Linked DNA regions of Ovis canadensis: region 1 is linked to region 2. A link is a contact called in public Hi-C data. All regions are on one chromosome and are shown on one strand. Each heading gives the region's core, a stretch centred on a gene start, on an enhancer-like site or on the middle of the called end of the contact. The rest is flanking DNA. Distances are from core to core; before and after follow the strand shown. Region 1 has its middle 110 kb from the start of CEBPB. Region 2 holds the start of CEBPB (CCAAT enhancer binding protein beta).

Region 1 (6,592 bases), core at 1,336-3,835, 110 kb after region 2:
GAGCTCCTCAGAGGTAGCGGTAGTGACCTCCTAACATCCAGGTCACTGCTACAGTGAGGTGTTCTGAAAGCCAGCAGTCCCTGTGGTGGTCTGCTGGTTCCCTAGCATCGGGACTGGCTGTGGTGGCAGCTTCCCCAGTGGGCAAGCTCCGCTGTGCCATTCTGGAGCCCCTCTAGGCTGTCTAGCAATTTTGTGAGGGCCCACATCCCTGTATTCCATCATTTCTGTGTTAAAACAAACAAACAAAAAAACAAAACACTGGAGGGATTCTGGTTCCTGCCGCTGTAATCTGATTCACACGGGGGCGGGGTAGGACCTCGGTGGGTACCTAAACCAGGCTTAGGGGATAGCGGACGTTGTATGAAGCCCATGGCACCTTGGTTGAGTCCTGCAGGGCATTCGTGGAGTAGTCAGACAAGAGATGGGGTTGGTGGGGAAGAACCCTCCAGGCAGAAGGAACAGCCTGGCAAAGGCTCAGAGATGAGAGAAAGCACAGCGTGCTGGAACAGTGAGAGGGGTTCGGGTTGGCTGAGGCCAGAATGTGTACGGATGGGGCGAGGTCACTGGACTGATCCAGGGTTTTAAGGCTGGCCAAGGTGTTTGAACTACCTTCTGTGATGGAACTACCTTCTGTGGTGGGGAGCTACATACAGCTGGCGGCTGTAGGAAATGGCAAACGTCAGCCAGCTGCTGTGGGAAGCTTGATTTGGAAAGGAGGGTGTTCCTACGAGGGGTACACAGGGAGGAGGAGAGTGAGGTCAGCCAAGGAGGAGCGGAGCGGCAGACGGATTCAGGGGACGCTGAGGACAAGACTCCCTGGCCTCGGTGACCAGCTGGGCTGAGGGTGTAGGGGGCGAGGTATTGAGGACAGCGCTCGGGCCTCTGGCTTTGTCCACTGGGCAAAGGTGGGCCTTCTAAGAGCAGGAAACTGGAGGCAGAGGGCCAGTGTGGGGAGGCTGGAGAGTTCACCTGGGGGCGTTGGTTTGAAGGATGCCTGGGGGCCACGCAGGGGTGACATCTGGGAAGTGTGTAGACAAGTGGCCCGAGGCACACGATGCTGAGGCTGAGACAGACTGGATAGAAGCCTATGGCGTAGGGAAAAGGAGATTCCCAGGAAGCGAGTGAAATGTTCATCCAACAAACACTGTGGGGGAGCCTGAGACAAACCCTACCTCTTCATTTCTGAATACCCAGCTCCTGGCCTAGGACCTGGCTGCTTGTTTTTTCTGTCTTGTTTTGTTTTGTTGGCCACACCACGAGGCACGTGGGATACTAGTCCCCGTGCATTGGAAGCGCAGAGTCCTAACCGCTAGACCACCAGGGAAGTCCCTGGCTGCTGCTTAAACACTACGGGAGGAAGTTCTAGGGCCGAACCTCGGAGGACGGGCTGGGTTCCAGCAGGAGGAGAGGAGGTGAGGCCCCCGTGACCCAGCACGTGAGGCCTGAGCTCGGGTCCAGCTCCTCTGCGTGCTTGTGGTAGGGCCCTGGGCCAGTCTCTCCCTCTCCCCGAGCCTCAGTTTCCTTATCTGAACATTGGCTGTGAAAGGATGCGGCCGAGATTCAGAGGGACGGCGGTGGAGCCGTGTGGCTTGAAGCATGCGGGGCGTGGAGCTGGCATGTAAAAAGCAGGCTGATGAGGGCATGGTTTGGGGGGGTGACCTGGTGGGGCACAGGGTCACCTACTTCCTGGGGTGGCAGGGCCGTGGGGGACAGGAGAGGAAAATGAGGATCTGTCTGGAAAACACAGCCACGGCTGTGTCCCATGTGGGCCCCCTTCCACCCCACGGCCAGCTGCGGCGGGCGGGCAGGCCAGGAAGCCTCACCCAGGAGACGGAGGAGGGGGACCAGATGACAGGGACCTTTTCCGCAGCGCCTTGGAGCTGCTGGCGCCGAGCTCTGGCCACCGTCCCGACCTTCCAGTCCTGGTCAGGACCTGGTCCGCTCCTTCTCTGGCTATCCTCTTTGGCCAAGCAGAGGTTACAAACCAGAGGCCCGAGAGACCGAATCTGGCCCTTAGGTTGGCTGTGTTCAGTCCAAACAGAATTTTTAAATGAAAGGAGACAACATTAAAGAATCTGCAGATGTTGGATAAAAACCTGTGTTTCTGGAAAATCAGAGGACCTGAAATTCTGATCGCACTGGGTCCCCATCCCCAAGGGGCCACACTGGGCTTTAGACAGGGTGCGTGCCCTGGTCCCCTCCACTCCCTCTAGTCTCTCTGAAGCTGAGGCCAGGGAAAAATAACTCTTTATCATCTTAACTCTGGCCCACTTCAGTCATTTAAAATCCCATCAGATTTTAAGCCCTGAAAAATTGTCTCTTTTCCCTCCATAACCACCGAGGCCTGGGCCCGGATTCGAGCCTGGAGCCCCTTAATCTCTGCCTCACGTGAACGCTCCAGGGTCGCTGGTCTTCTCTGCCCTCGCCCCCTCCAAGGCCCGGCACCACGCCCTGAGGGTGGATGCTGGGCTGAGACTTGGCTGGGCTCCGCGGGGCCCGTGGGAGGCGGGCCCACATCTGTTCTGAGATGTGTCAGCTGGGCCTGGTCACACTCTCTGCAGCTCATCCCAGAGGCATGTGGGACCAGCGCTGTGCTTGCGGCCCGGCCGGGGTGGCGGGTGGGGCCCGGCCCGAGACATGGTGTATGTCCAGGCTGCACACGGCAGGCTTGATATTTCAGCGGCAGACACACTGGCTGAAAAGAGGGAAGGAGGAGGGGAGAGAGACAGAGCTGCTTTAGTGGAAAATGCCCAAAACACAGAGGCAGAAAGACCTGAATTCACACCCTTGGTTGCTGTGTGACCTTGGCCAAGTTGCTTCACCTCTCTGAGCCTCCAGTGTAAGGTGGAGCCAAGGAGAGCCCTCAGAAGTGGTAACATGGCATCAGCCTAAATCCCAGAGGGGCAGCCCGGAATGAAGGAAAAAATATCACAGACTTTTGGGGGTCAGATCAACTGACCACTTGTGGGCTGAGTGACCCTGGGCAAGTCACTTGTGTATCTGGAGTTGGGAGCAAAGGTCATAAGCTCTAAACCCTCAGAAAATTAATCTGAGGGAAAAGAGAACTCATTCACTCAACAAATATTTATTGAGCATTTCCTGTGTGTCAGGCGCTGGGGTCAAAGCAGGACACGAGACAGTCAGAGGTCTCTGCCCCCATGGAGTTCACACTTTGGTGGAACAAACAAGATAAATAAGTTGTATATTGTATCTGAAGTGTTTCCCAGGTGGTGCAGTGGTCAAGAAGCTGTCTGCCAGTGCAGGAGACCCAAGAGACTCGGGCTTGATCCCCGGGTCGAGAAGATCCCAAATCGTAGAAAATACCAACCCACTCCAGTATTTTTGTCTGGAAAATTCCACGGACAGGGGAGCCCAGCGGGCTACAGTCCACGGGGTCACAAAGAGTTGGACATGACTGAGTGTGCGCATACATACGCGCGCACATACGCGCACACATACGCGCGCACATACGCGCGCACATGCGCGCGCACATACGCGCGCACACATACGCGCACACATCGTATTTGAAAGGACCAGGGCTGCAGGGAGAAATAGTGGGGAAAGGAGGTCGGCTGAGCTGGAGGTTTCTAGAGGTGGGTCAGGGACAGCCTCATTAAGCAGGGAACTTCTGAGCAACAACCTGTGAGTGGAGGGAGGGAACCAGCAGGAGGAAGAGGTTTTCACGACGCGGGAGGAGCACGCAGTGCAAAGGCCCTGAGGTGGTGCGGCAGGGAGGAGGCCGGCGTGTCTGAGCAGGGCTGGGGGCAGGGGCGGGGCGGGCCACCAGGACCCTCTGTCGTGGCTTCTCCGCAGGAGGCGGGCACCACGGAGGATTCCGAGCAGAGGCGGGACGCAGTCTGACTTGCGGTTTCACAGGACCCCTCTGGCGGCGAGTGGAAAACGGACTGCAGAGGCCGGGAGGAAAGCAGGAAGAACAGGGGAGGTCCAGAGCGCTCAGTCCTCTGTTTGCGGATCATGCTCAGCCCCTGCTCTGCAGCCTTCTTGGCTCCTCGTTGCCCCTGGAGAGAGCCCGAGCTCAGTGCGGCGTTCAAGGCTCCTGCTACGCCGGCTGGCCTCCTGCCCCCAGCCCTCTTCTCTCCCCCTCAGCCTCGCTGGACATGTGTCCCCCACTGTTCAATGAGCTGCGCCTCCTTCTCCTGCGCTGGTCGCTCGGCCAGGAACACCCTTCCTGTCCTAGCTTTGTGAGGCAGCTCACGGATGGCTCCCACCAACTCCCACTAACTCTCAGCTGGGGTTCAGGAAGGCAGGAGGGGGAGAGGAAGTCCTCATCCCAAGGTGCAGGGTGGGCTGGTGGGCACAGACCTTATCTTCCCCCTCCTCACACACACCCCAGGCCTCTGCCAGCTAAGAGCAGGATTGGGAGGTAGAAGTGGGGCTGGAGCCTGCTGTGTGACCTTGAGCAAGCCACACGCCCTCTCTGAGCTTTGCTTTCTCTGCCCGGTACATGGAGAAAATAATGAACTTCCTCATAGGTGGGTGGACACGGTGGCTGTGAGCTCGGGGGCTGTTGCCTCTGTGGGCGAGATGGCATTCTGGGAGAAGATACGAGCACATGTCTTTTTCCAGCTGGACCAGGCCCACACCGGTGGCCTCGAGCTGATGCCAGGGCTATCTTGGGGGATGGATCCCTTGGCAGCCCCAGGGTTCTCCAGCTTGGTTGTCCTTGAGTTACCTAAGCAGCCACTGTGTGTCCAGCCCAGTTCTGAGTAGGCACTAAGGGGCTTCCCAGCTGGTGCCAGTGGTAAAGAACCCATCTGCCAATGCCGGAGACATAAGAGACAAGGGTTCAATCCCTGGGTCAGGAAGATCCCCTGGAGGTGCGCAGGGCAACCCACTCCAGTATTCTCGCCTGGAGAATTCCCATGGACAGAGAAGCCTGGTAGGCTACAGTCCATAGGGTCGCAGAGTTGGACACGATGGAAGTGACTTAGCAAGCATGCACGCAGGGACAGAAGACCTGGGTTCAAATCCCAACTCTGCCACTTAGCAGCTTTATTATCTAGGTGAGTTAACCTCTCAGCTTCTCATCTGTGAAGTGGGAAAACTAACAGCACTTATGTCCTAGAGTCGTGAGAGAAGCCAGTGAGATGATGTAAATATTACCCTCGGCACGTGGAGTAAGTACCTAATCTATGTCAGTTATTATTTTTATGGTATTATTTTTTGTTATGACTGCTGTTTACCAGCTATGGGGGCTCCCTACGCCTCAGTTTTCTCATCTGTGAGATTAATTGCACTGCCACCCTGTAGGGGTTGAGTCTAATAAGCACAAGTGGTGTCGAGCAGAGCAGGTCCTCAGTGGGTTTTTGAAAATTTCAAGGATAGAATTCATTTAATACAGTACCAGAAGTCATCACTGATCTGCAAATGGTTCCTATGAAACCTTTTTATTATCTCTCTAGTCAAACAAACGCCTATTTGGTTTAATTGAATTTAAGCAAACAAATGAGATAAGAAAGAAAATCCCCAGCCTCGGGATAGTCATTGCAATCCAATGGGCAATGAGAGATACATGTGCTACTAATAAAAAGCCAAGGATTATATTAACATTTCGAGTAATTACGAGCGTGCAGTTGGAAGACCTTGGGCAAGTCCCTACTCTTCTTGGACCCTCGGTCTTTTCTTCTCTGCAATGGGTATGAGAACCTTTAACCTGCGGGATTATGGTTTGGCTCACATCCATCACAACTGTGGCTTATGGAGTGCCTCCTGTGTGCAGAGGACTGTTTATCATCTCCCCCTCCCTCCCAGGAGGGGAGGTTGGGCACAGGCTGCCCCCTCAGCCCAGGAGAGGACAGTTGGAGACGTGGCTGGAGATGCCGCTGCGGGAGGGAAGGAAGTCGGGGGGGCTGGGCAGGCTGGACTGACGCAGCTGTGATGTCAGCGACAGGCCGCAGGCGGTGGCCAGCCCAGTGCGAACGGTGAGCTCTCTGCTGGCCTGGCGTGGTGCCTCCCCCCCGGGGTGTGTGTGGGGGGGTGGCCTGCTGCCCCCCTTAACCCCTTCCCGGCCTCGTTTTCCCAGACAGCCATCCCCCGGGCCTGGCCTTGCCCACAAGATTCCCAGATTTCACAACCGGGGCTGGCGCTGAATCATGTACAGTAAGTCCGGGGAGAGAAACTCCTGGCTGCCCGGCGTCCCCAGGACCGGCCGGCCGCCAAGCCAGTCTTCCCTCCCCACGGGCGAGTGGCTGCAGGGAGCCAGGGATCGTCCCTCCGGACCGCCAACCAGCTGCGGGGGGCGTCGGGCAGGGCACGTGACCTCTCCAGGCTGCGCTGGGAATCAAGGGGTGGGGCTGTCTCTAGGGGACCCTGGGGCTCTGGAGGGCGGGAGGTAGGGCGTGGGGGAGACTGGTGACCGGGAATGCATCCCTTTGGCTAAGCTACAGTTTCCTGATCTGAAGGATGGGCATAATCACAGGACTGACCTCACGGGGCCAGTGCGAGGATTAAATGAGATGATCCATGCACAGTGCTGAGCACAGTCAGCGCCCGACAAGCAGGACTGTCGCTGTTGTGATGTCAGAGTTCCCCAGGACTTTGAAAGGCTCCAGAGAAATCATTCAGTCCTTGG
Region 2 (5,821 bases), core at 2,117-4,616:
GGACCCCAGAGTGCCATGGCCTGGAGGGTAAGAGCAGGAACAGAAGGCCAGCCCCACAGCATCCCAGGTCCAAAGCCTCCAGAGACCGTCTCTCCGGAACCTCTCTGATGCTTCCTCCTTCAGCCTTATTTTTCGACCTGCTGGCTGACTTCTGAGCTCTGCTGAGAACTCCTTGACCACTGTCTGTCAAAGAAGCACCAATGGACACCTTTGGTTTCCTCTTCCTGGAAACAGGGCTAAAGAAAAGCGGCAGAGACCGGGAGAAGGAATCCTGAAAGCAGTCTGGGGGCAGAGGAGGGCACGGACCGAGGCAGGAAAGGGCCTGTTCTTCCCCAGTCGCCCACTGGCTCCTGCCCACCATTCGCAGCCACACGGGCCCAGCCCTCAGCTTCCGGTTTTAAAAGTGAAGCTAGAATTTCGAATTTTGATGTGACATGTCTTGATTTTGTGAAATGTTGGCAACACAGTCATTAAAAAACGAGACAGAAAAAAATCTGAAGCGAATCACCGGGGCGGGGGTCAAGCCGACCGCGTCTCTAGGTTGGATCTGGGCGCCGGCTGCCGCCTTGAGACCCTTCCGCGCCCTGGGTTCCTAGGGACGCCTACGCCACCGGTACCTGGGAGAGGTCGCCGCGGGAGGTGACAGGTGGGCCCCGCTTTCTGAGCCCTCGCTGCCTGCAGGGCCGCTGGGGCGTGCTCCAGCGCTCTGGACCATAGTGGTTCGGTCACATCACCCCCCTCCTCGGGGAAAGGCTGAGCGCTAGTGGCAGGGCAGCAGGCAGGGCCTGTTGAGCAACCAGCCTTGTGAAAACAAGGGCTTACGTCACCCGGGCAGGCAGCCTCCCTGCAGGACACCTGCGGAGGCGCTGGGGTGGGAATCGCCACTGACTCCAGCGTTGGGGGTGGCAGGGTGGGAAGCCAGGGGCTCAGTGTTTGGTAGGTGACGGCAAGACCCCGATGGGACTGAATCTGTCCTTGGGGGCTGGTCCTGAGGGCCTGGGTGGCCCCTTGGCTCATTGTGTAACCCCCAGCTGCCCTTTTCTGAGCCTCAGTTTTTCCACTCGAAAAATGGGGCTCACATCAGACCCATTATGATTTATTACAAACCCAAAAGGGAAGGCTGGGCTGGGAAGACATTAATCTTTCCCATCCCCAGGGATGTGACCTTGAACAGACACCCTGAGCTCTGCGTGGCCTCAGTTTCCTCATCTGTAAAGTGGGGATGATAATAGGACCTGCTTCTTACCAATGATTAGGAGGATGAAATGAGTTCAGCTCAGTTCAGTTCAGTCGCTCAGTTGTGTCGGACTAGTAGATGCAAAGGGCTTAAAATACGGTTCAGGGAGGGTGAAAGACTGACTGGAGATCACACACGAATCCTTCGATTAGCTGCAGACTCCCCACATCTCACTGCATCTCCCCAGAACCCCGAGAGGCCGGGGCGGGTGCTGAGTCTCAGAGAGGTCACACAGTCCAGTTAATGGGGTGTGGGGGGAACCTCACCATCTCCTCCATCTTCATTTATTGAGCCCTTCCTGTGCCAGGCACTATTCCAGGCACTGGGGGAACAGCAGTGAGCAAAACAGAGCAATCCCTCCCGGAAGTCAGGGAGGGCTTTCAGAGGAGGCCACCTGCGGGCTGAGCCCTGCAGAGCTAGCTGCCTTGGGCAGGGCTGGGGAAAGCCTGTTCTTGGTCCAGAGGTGCAAATGCATCCTGTTCCCCAGTACATTTTGAGCATGCTTGACCCACGATTTCCCATATTTGAGAGCGGGTAGTCTGGAGGGGGACTGAGGCAGACAAGACGAGGATCTTGGTGGCTGGAGATAAGGGCTAGGAAGGAAGTTTGCCAGCAGGTGGGGCTGGGAGGGCCTCTGGGGGCAGTGGCGCTTCAGCTCAGCCCTGAGTGTCCCATTTTGCAGCTTGGGAGTCCTGGCTGGGTGGCCCCAGGGCCTTAGGTCCCTCCCTGGCCCAGAGGCTGCTGGGAAGGCCCAGAAAGCCAGCAGGCTGGGCCAGTGTTTCACTCTGTCCCTCCCTGCCCCCCACCCCCAAGGGCACTCAGAGATGTCATTTCTCCAGCTCTCCGGAGCGGAGGTCACCCCAGCTCAGCAGATAACGCTGAAGGTTGAGCAATGCCCGCCTGCCCGCCAGGGCCAGGGCTGGGGTCAGTGGGTCGGGGGTCAGCACCAGGCAGGCTGGGAGCTCCTGCCTGGGGTGCCGGGGTCTGGGAGTGGCAGAAGGGTAGGCCCAAGGGGCTGCCGAAATGGCCTTGGAATGGTGCAGGAGAGGGCCAGGGCGGCTGGCACCCACTCAGCAGGGAGGGCCTGGGGCCGGCGTTCCCATCCTGGTGGGCCATCTCGTCTCCCTCTCTGTGAACCAAGGGCCGCGAGGGCATCCTCCTGGCAGGGTGAAAAAGCAAGCTCTGGGTCCAGACCCCTCTCACCACACAGCAGGGGCCTGCTAAAAGAGGAGAACTCCTTCCTCCCTTCTGCATGGCCCCCTGGGTCCTGCCTGGACCCCCACCCACCAGCCTCAGATACAGGTGCTTTGGGAGGGGGATGACGAACAGCTCTGAGGGTGCCTGGATAAGGGCTTTTCTTTTGAGAACAGTGGGGAACATGAAGCTGTGTGATCTTGGGTGTGCTGTGGGCCTCTGGGCCTCTTTGTACTGGGAGGAGGCCCTTCTTTCTGATGTGTGTCCCAGAGCGGTGAGCGTTTGGGAGTCTGCGTTGGAGACAGTTAATACAACTAATAAAGATAACAGTAAGGACACCCTCGCAGACTTAAACTTGGAGAAGCCAAGTGACTAGTCCAAGGTCACACAGCGTGTGGTCGGGGGGCACCCCACCCCCGTTCCACCCTCCGGGGAGGGGGCCCCAGGTCAGGGCGGGGTGGGGCTGGAGAAGACCCAGGTGTGGTCCGAGGGGGAGGGAGCAGGCAGGTGCGGGGGGCGGGGCCGGGGGAGGGGCGCTCGCCCCCTTGTTTGCACCTCCCCAAGCCCCCAACCCCAGGTCTTCCTATTTCAGAAGGGGAGTCACCGCAGGTGTGAGTCCCTCCTGTCCAGATCTGGGGAGGGGTGCCAGTTTAGCGGCGAGGCCGCACTCGGGGGAGGGCTGTGGAGGCGGCTCACCCCTCCGGGAGTCCGAGCTGGAGGGGGTTGGGGTCTCCAGCATCCCTGGCTGGGGGGAGAGGGGCGCGCCCCCTCCCTGGAGAGCCAGGTCCGGCGGCCGCGGCTCCCGAAGGCCAGCGCCTCCTCCAGCAGGGGGCGGGCGGCGGCCGCGTTCAGGGTGGGAGCAGACGGCCGCCCGGCCCCCTCCCCGGGTTCCCCCTCCCTTCTCGTCCGCCGGCCGGCCCAGAGGGGGCGGTCCGGGGGCGGGCTCGCGCCTCTCCGCGCTCGCCATCTCGGGGCCGCCGGGTGGGAGTGGACAGGGCGGGGGCCTGAGGCCGCCCCCCACCCCGGCCCCGCAGGCCGGGGGACCCCCGGGGGCGCGCTCCGGGTCTCCAGGCCGGCCCGCCGGCGCCCGGCCGGGGGTCCCGGGCGGCCGCGGCGTGTCCTCTGCGTGCCTGGGGAGGGAGGGGCCGCCGCCGGGCGTGACGCAGCCGTTGCTATGGCCCGCCTTTATAAATAAACGGGCTCGGGAGAAACTTTAGCGAGTCAGAGCCGCGCACGGGACCGGGAAGGGGACCCACCCGAGGGTCCGGCCGGCAGCCCCCCGCACTGATAGCGGCCACCCCGGAGCAGCGGCGGCGGCAGCAGCAGCAGCAGCGGCGGCGACACAGCAGCGACTGTTCGGAGCCGGGAGGCCGCGCCACCTGCGGGCCGGCCGGCGCGGGCAGCCCCAGGCCCCCTCCCCGGGCACCCGCGTTCATGCAACGCCTGGTGGCCTGGGACCCAGCATGTCTCCCCCTGCCGCCGCCGCCGCCCGCCTTTAAATCCATGGAAGTGGCCAACTTCTACTACGAGGCGGACTGCTTGGCTGCTGCGTACGGCGGCAAGGCGGCCCCCGCGGCGCCCCCGGCGGCCAGACCCGGGCCGCGCCCCCCCGCCGGCGAGCTGGGTAGCATCGGAGAGCACGAGCGCGCCATCGACTTCAGCCCCTACCTGGAGCCGCTGGGCGCGCCGCAGGCCCCGGCACCCACCACGGCCACGGACACCTTCGAGGCGGCTCCGCCCGCGCCCGCCCCCGCGCCCGCCTCCTCCGGGCAGCACCACGACTTCCTCTCCGACCTCTTCTCCGACGACTACGGGGGCAAGAACTGCAAGAAGGCGGCCGAGTACGGCTACGTGAGCCTGGGCCGCCTGGGGGCCGCCAAGGGCGCGCTGCACCCGGGCTGCTTCGCACCCCTGCACCCGCCGCCGCCGCCGCCGCCGCCGCCGCCGGCGGAGCTCAAGGCGGAGCCGGGCTTCGAGCCCGCGGACTGCAAGCGGAAGGAGGAGGCCGGAGCTCCGGGCGGCGGCGCCGCGGGCATGGCGGCCGGCTTCCCGTACGCGCTGCGCGCCTACCTCGGCTACCAGGCGGTGCCGAGCGGCAGCAGCGGGAGCCTGTCCACGTCCTCGTCGTCCAGCCCGCCCGGCACGCCGAGCCCCGCCGACGCCAAGGCACCCCCGGCCGCCGCCGCCTGCTACGCGGGGGCGGCGCCGGCGCCCTCGCAGGTCAAGAGCAAGGCCAAGAAGACGGTGGACAAGCACAGCGACGAGTACAAGATCCGGCGGGAGCGCAACAACATCGCGGTGCGCAAAAGCCGCGACAAGGCCAAGATGCGCAACCTGGAGACGCAGCACAAGGTCCTGGAGCTCACGGCCGAGAACGAGCGGCTCCAGAAGAAGGTGGAGCAGCTGTCGCGCGAGCTCAGCACCCTGCGGAACTTGTTCAAGCAGCTGCCCGAGCCCCTGCTCGCCTCCTCCGGCCACTGCTAGCGCGGCCCCCGTGCGCGTCCCCCGCGGCCGGCCGGCCGGCCCCCGCGCTGCCGGGCGCGCCGCGGCCGCCGAGACTCCGGGGAGCGCCCGCGCGCCCGCCCGCGCCCCTGGCGGCGCCGGCAGAACTTTGGCACTGGGGCACTGGGCAGCGCGGGGAGCGCGTCGGTAATTTTAATATTTTATTATATATATCTATCTATATTTTTGTCCACACCAGCCGCACGTGCAGACGGGGCGCCCGCCCGTGGTGTTATTTAAAGAAGAGATGTCTATGTGTACAGATGAATGATAAACTCTTGCCTCTCATTCTGCCCACCCCCCCTCTCTGGGCGCCGGCGGGCGGGCCGGTTTCGAAGTTGATGCAATCGGTTTAAACATGGCTGAACGCGTGTGTACACGGGACTGACGCAACCCACGTGTAACTGTCAGCCGGGCCCTGAGTAATCGCTTAAAGATGTTCCTACGGGGTTGTTGCTGTTGATGTTGTTTTTTGTTTTTGTTGGTGTTTTTTTTTTTTGGCCTTTTTTTTTGTATTATAAAAAAAAAATCTATTTCTATGAAAAAAGAGGCATCTGTATATTTGGGAATCTTTTCCGTTTCGAGCATTAAGAACACTTTTAATAAACTTTTTTTTTTTTTGAGAATGTTTAAAAAGCCTTTTGGGGGCAGTAGTTGGCTTTGATTTTTTTTTTCTTCCCCTTTATTTTGGATTTATATTTGCCTTTCTGGTGTGTGGGGGGTTGTTGTTGTGTGTGTGTGTGTGTGAGTGAGAGCTGCTGTTATTTTTGGCATTTTAGGTGGTTGGGTGGGGGTGTTGCAGCTGCTTATTCTCCTCTGCTACTCCCCCCCTCAACCCCACCCCCAGGGCCTGTGCTTGGAGATGGGGGTATCAGGCCTGGCGCGGGG

Evidence for each region. A called contact is a pair of places that touch in the nucleus more often than the background predicts.
Region 1: a contact with region 2 is called in a Hi-C map of lung, with 4 times the contacts expected there. The contact joins the enhancer-like site here to the promoter of CEBPB in region 2. A contact is called at or near these places in 2 of 2 Hi-C or Micro-C datasets (fibroblasts and lung).

Annotation. Positions count from the first base shown.
Region 1 is chr13:93,678,671-93,685,262 of ARS-UI_OviCan_v2, forward strand. No RefSeq gene overlaps it. Among named protein-coding and RNA genes, the nearest start is that of CEBPB, 110 kb to the left of the region's middle. Within about 2 kb of position 2,586, the one cell type or tissue checked has open chromatin away from gene starts, as enhancers often do. A contact at or near this core is called in fibroblasts, where this site is marked.
Region 2 is chr13:93,568,476-93,574,296 of ARS-UI_OviCan_v2, forward strand. CEBPB (CCAAT enhancer binding protein beta) reads left to right here and starts at 3,367. Exons shown (of 1, transcript XM_069548819.1): 1 at 3,367-5,569. The coding sequence starts at 3,866. The coding sequence ends at 4,915.